2 separate regions of the Mus musculus genome follow, and region 2 is linked to region 1. A link is a contact called in public HiChIP or PLAC-seq data. All regions are on one chromosome and are shown on one strand. The core of a region is the stretch at or near the end of the contact, and the rest is flanking DNA. Distances in the headings are between cores, read along the strand shown.

What was found. HiChIP or PLAC-seq counts read pairs in DNA pulled down with a chosen protein or histone mark.
Region 2: an HNF4G HiChIP or PLAC-seq map of pancreatic cancer cells shows a contact between it and region 1. The contact joins two enhancer-like sites. A contact is called at or near these places in 1 of 484 Hi-C or Micro-C datasets (uterus), 1 of 115 datasets of contacts at active chromatin or transcription factors (pancreatic cancer cells) and 1 of 9 other capture datasets (embryonic stem cells).

The regions. Positions count from the first base shown.
Region 1 is chr3:136,696,679-136,699,378 of GRCm38.p6, forward strand. All of the region lies in intron 1 of Ppp3ca (protein phosphatase 3, catalytic subunit, alpha isoform), which reads left to right. Among named protein-coding and RNA genes, the nearest start is that of Ppp3ca, 28 kb to the left of the region's middle. Within about 2 kb of position 1,338, at least 71 of the 459 cell types and tissues checked have an H3K27ac peak or open chromatin away from gene starts, as enhancers often do. A contact at or near this core is called in pancreatic cancer cells and uterus, where this site is marked.
Region 2 is chr3:137,751,586-137,754,285 of GRCm38.p6, forward strand. No RefSeq gene overlaps it. Among named protein-coding and RNA genes, the nearest start is that of Mir6380, 31 kb to the right of the region's middle. Within about 2 kb of position 1,431, at least 96 of the 459 cell types and tissues checked have an H3K27ac peak or open chromatin away from gene starts, as enhancers often do. A contact at or near this core is called in pancreatic cancer cells and uterus, where this site is marked.

The DNA of each region.
Region 1 (2,700 bases), core at 88-2,587:
TACTGTCTTGTCATGATGATTTAACTGGGGCATGCTTGCGAGCATCTGGGGACATTCATATGTACAGAGGTCCAGATTGCTTTGGTAGCTGAAGCAGCATTCATGCCTAATTTCTTGACAATTTTGTTTTTTTTTTTTTTTTTTTTTTTCTTGTGTTCTCTACTTTGACATTTACGCTTGATCTTCCCAAAGCTTGGCTAACAAATACCTGTTAGACTCAAGTACATTATCATTGGTAGAAATTTACCGTAGTGATCATGTAATGGAGTCTCCTGTGAGCAGACTCTGGAGTAAGGCTGCTAATTTCATTTAGTAAACATTAGTTCTTCATAATACACATTGGAAACAACGCTCCCAAATGGAAAATTGCATCAGCCATTTTGATTTTTCTTATAATGAGAAAAATGTAATATATTCTTCCTAAAAATTTACCTTGACTCTATCCTATTTACCTCAAACTTGTTTGAAAGATCGAAAATATTATGAAATAAATTAGGAAATACAAGCAAATTCCTATGCAGATCTATGATATTACCTTTAAGTATCCATTCTTTTATTCTGGAATAATAATACTAGAATTGAATTTGATCTAGCACTTCCCTACCCCCCACTCCCGCCAGCCAGAAGGCACCACACATTTCCAAGTCTGCCGTGTAGTCAGCTGAGTCCTGGAGGTGAAGTCTATCTAGTGTAAGGTGATGAGAGTGTTGACGGTTACATATAGAATATATCCATATAAGGAAGAGGTGCTATATTTCTTTTCCTGATTGCTTTTCTGGCTCATGGAACATAGAGGTGATGGCTGAGGCTCTGGAAATCATTTGGACCACACTAATAAGAGTCCCATCCTAGAGAATATAAAGTGATCAGGTAATATAAGGTGATGAGGCAAAAGGAAATGTGATAATGATTTTGTGGTCTTACCCTGGTAAAGGTAGTTACTTACTTTAACCTAGTCTCTGTGTAAGATAAACTTTTGTCTTAATTTAAGATATTGTTATTCTAAGAGATATAGTTCCTTTCCTGTACAAAAAGGCCAGTGAACACTCTCATGGTTGTGTAATTCACTCCCCCAAGCCCAGTGTTACGCCTAATGAGTGACATTGATTGTCTCATGGAAATGTCAGTGGATAAAGAGACCTGGCAAGATACCCAGAGGAGAAAGGGCATGGCTGTGACTTTGACTCCTACTTACTGCACATTCTCAGGAAATTATTTAACCTTCTTTAGTCACAGTTTCCTGTTCTGCAAAACCAGTTACAGTGTGCCTTAATCTGCTCTAATCAGGCATCTTAAACTGTGATCTGGGCACAACAGAAATGGCTTGCCTGCCTCCCTGCAAGCAGGAAGTCTGTGATCACTGTGCCAGCATGGTTGAGGTATCGGGAAGGGCCCCTGTACATAGAGATGTCTCACTGTAACTGACTATTGCATGGGTTTGGTAGCTCAGTGGGCTGTGTATGTAAGAAAACTAATTCTAGTCACAACGGTTCTGTCCTCATGAACTGCTCATCTTCCTAAGGTCACACCTCTTTTGCTATCATTTTAACACTTGGGTTTCAGTGTGAATTTTGGGCCACAAACATGCCATAGGTATAAGCTTGGGTCCCCCCACTCCTTCCGGCCCCCATTTTGTAATTGTTCTTTAAACAATAAGCTTTAATGATTCAGTGTTTGCATTGTATTCCTTTCAAATAATCTACAGATGACTCAGACTGTATGGAAGGATATGCACAGGTTACATAGAAACACCAGCCCATTTTTTTTATATATAAAGAAGGTGAACGCCTGCAGAGCTTGGTGTCTTCAAGATCTGGGAACAAGTCCACCTTGAGTGCTAAGGCACAACTGCAAAGATTTGCAAGATTTGGCACAATTACGGAGCAGAGCTCAAATTTACATTTGTTGTCCACCTATTTATTTATTTATTTGCTTATTTATTTATTATTGTTACGCATTTACTTGTGTGTTTGTTCAGGCATGGCTCTTATGTACCCAAGGCTGTCAATTGAACTCTTTCGTCTCTGTTTATCCCCCCTGAGTATTGGAGTTAAAGGCATGTCCAGTGAACTAACCAATTTAATTATTTCCCTTGTTTTATTTTTCTTCAAGCCTTAGGAGTTCCTGTCAAATGATGTCCTTGCATAGAAGAAATAAAGTCTCCAGGAGACAAAACATGTTAGAGACACAGATATGGTGAATCTGTAGGCAAACTGAAGAGATCACTTCTGGAATAGTCATGCCAGAAAGCAAGAGAATACAGCCCTGTGCTTGAAGGAATTCATGGGGCTTGAGTACTGTGTTCTTAGCACTGCATCTTTATGTTTTAAGGCTAGTTTCAGGATCTTACATAGAGGCAATAGCTATTTAATGGACTCGGGTTTTGCCTTCATAAATGGAGCTGTTAAACTTGAGAACAAGAATCAAGAACCAGCGGTTTCTAGCCAGGCTTTGGAAAAGTGCAAATAAGGTCCATTGTGCCATGTGCAGCACTTCTTATGGAAGGAGGGACTAGTCAACGTTGCTAAAGGTGTGGTTTCAAGGCATGGAGGTTTTCAGTAATAGGAATGGGTTGAAAGTTAGTGTTAGGTTTTCCATTTGTGTGTGTGTGCGTGTGCGTGTGTATGTGTGTGTGGCTCAAGTGAAAATATCAAGTGAGTTGGGCGTGGTGGCACACGCCTTTAATTCTAGTACTATGGG
Region 2 (2,700 bases), core at 181-2,680, 1.1 Mb after region 1:
TGAAGGTGAAGCAGCTCCTGTCAAAACAGCAAAAGAAAGCCTGAAGGAAAAAAAAACATGTATTAATGCCCCATAGGACATTAATGGCTCTCTGTCCGACTTCGGAGTCATGGCACCTTCATGAGGTGCTTTGGTCTGTGAAGTGCCTACAGTTTGATTTCTTGGTTTATGCTTTTAGTGCACGGACTTCATTTACTTATCTGGGATGTGGGCTTAAGCTGAAGAAGTCTGGGATGCAGGCAGTGGGCCCATCGCCGTTCTGAAAGCATCATTGAATTCTGACTCACCATTTATAGACACTGCCCTGGGCACTGTGTCACTCCCCTCACACCCCATGTCCCGGGTCACTATACCCCTTTTTGGTGCCTGCAATGTGATGACGAGCCATGTCATCAGATAAACTGCTCTCTTCTCTTCATTTACTTGATGTAAATACAGCCGGTGGATGTCACACCAATCAAACAACGCCCGCCCTTCGGCTAGCCAGTGCTTTTCTGCTACTTTGTTGTAAGCACATTGGACCCTCTGAGTCAGGCAAGATACATTGTAGACAACTGCTGGTTAACTCACATCTGAGTGGTTAAATTTAGACTTTATTCTACTGTCCTGAAAAGGGCTAGTTCCCCTTGGAATGTGGGTTTTGTTCCATTCTTGCCAAGTTTCCTGTAAAACTTTTTTTTTTGTTTTGGTTTTGATTTGTTGTTGTTGATGATGGGATGTTTTTGTTTGTTTGTTTGTTTGGGGGGTGTGTTTTTTGTTTTGGTTGGTTGGTTTTGGTTTTTCGAGACAGGGTTTTTCCTTATAGCCCTGGCTGTCCTGGAACTCACTCTGTAGACCAGGCTGACCTAGAACTCAGAAATTGGCCTGCCTCTGCCTCCCAAGAGAGAGGCAAGCCGCACAGGTAGCAGATCCCAGACTGTGGTTCTGGGACTGGCCAATGGAGGGCTCCACGGGCCAATTGCAAGCTGTCTGACTGAAGGCTCTGATCTCTCTCAATGTCTCTGCTAAACTGAGCATTTTTAACAACTTCGTACAGTCGCTGTGAAGCATACAGCGCATATTAGTATTTCACATGTGTTCCTTTCCTTCTCTTCTACCCCAGCCCCAACCCCCAAAATTAACGTTGCCAATTAAATTTGCCAAATAAGGCAAAGGCTACTGAGGTCGATTGCAGCTGCAAGATTAAGTCTCTCTGTCCCACCCAAGTGCTTAAGAAGTGTCCGGCACAATCCAAACTCCAAAGGATGTTAAATGCTGTTCCCCTGCCACCCACTCTAGCCGCCAGGGCCCCAATGCACATTAAAATAAGATTAGGGCAATGATTTAAGCTGAAAATTGGGCTGCCAGAGAAAGCACCGGCCTCACTCCTGGGGGATTAACTATACCTATGGGTACAGAGGCAGGCGCCTCCGGCTAGCTGACGTCAGCGCCCCCGGGTTGTTTTTGCCCCCCGCAGTGTGGGAAGGAATGGGAGTGGGGAGGATGCCGGAGTGCAGTGCCTCGCCAGCGCTAACATAGCCCACTGGCGCCCTCTCGTGGTACTCAGTCGAGTTGTTTCCTTTAAGAAAACAAAGCCAGGAGCCTCCGAATAGATAACTAATGGGACTTCCATACTTGTCCTCCTTCTCTTCCCAGGGTATGGAGAGTTTCCCAGCACGGTCACGGTCACAGAAAGCTGCTGATGAGAGAGTACTGGTACTGCTTTGTGGCAGACCTGAACAAACATCCAGTTTAGGAAGTGATAAGGACTTCAATATTTGGAGAGAGTTCTGGAATGTTCTTAGCAGTCTTCACAAAGAAAGCAGACTGCAGCAGAGGAGAGAGATTTAGACTGCCCTCCGTGAGCCAGCTTCTCATGGCGACAGCCTGGCTGACACTGCAAATGAGGCCCTGTGTTAGATCCACTCCACAGACTTAAGACAAGGCGTGGACCAGAGTCTCCAACAGCCTTGCTCAACAACAAAACAACAAACAGGAGGCAGTTACAGCTCCCGCCTTTCTACTTCCTGTGTCTATTTCACGAATCATGCCGAAAATAAGCAGTTAAGCTCTATCGTGCTGAGGAATAAATAATAAATGATTCTGACTCGACAGCAGGCAGATCTGGAGAGGAGAAATATTTTGTACACGCTGCCTTACTTCAGCAGGTGAGAGGAAGAAGACGCGTTCTGCAGACCTCCACCTGCCAATGAAGCACTGTGGTTCACAGGAGACAACATTCACTCACATCCCAACACAACCAGAAACATACACACACGTGTACACACACACATACATAGACACACAGTCATACACATCACACACACAGACACACACAGACACACACAAACATATACACACACATACACACATGCATAAACACACAGTTACACATACACACACAAACATATACACACACATACAAACATGCATAAACACACAGTTACACACATACACACAAACATATACACACACATACACACATGCATAAACACACAGTTACACATACACACACACCAGAAATGTAACTTGGTAATGTTTGATTAAGGAAACAGGAAGCCATTAGCTATCTCTGAACTCTGAGCTCCTGTTACAAACCACCACATCAACAAACTGAACGAGTATTTATTTGTTCACTTATTTATTTTGAAACATATTGGTTCCCTGAAGCCCAGTCTGGCCTTGAACTCCTGGTTGTCCTGCATCTGCCTTCTGAGTTCT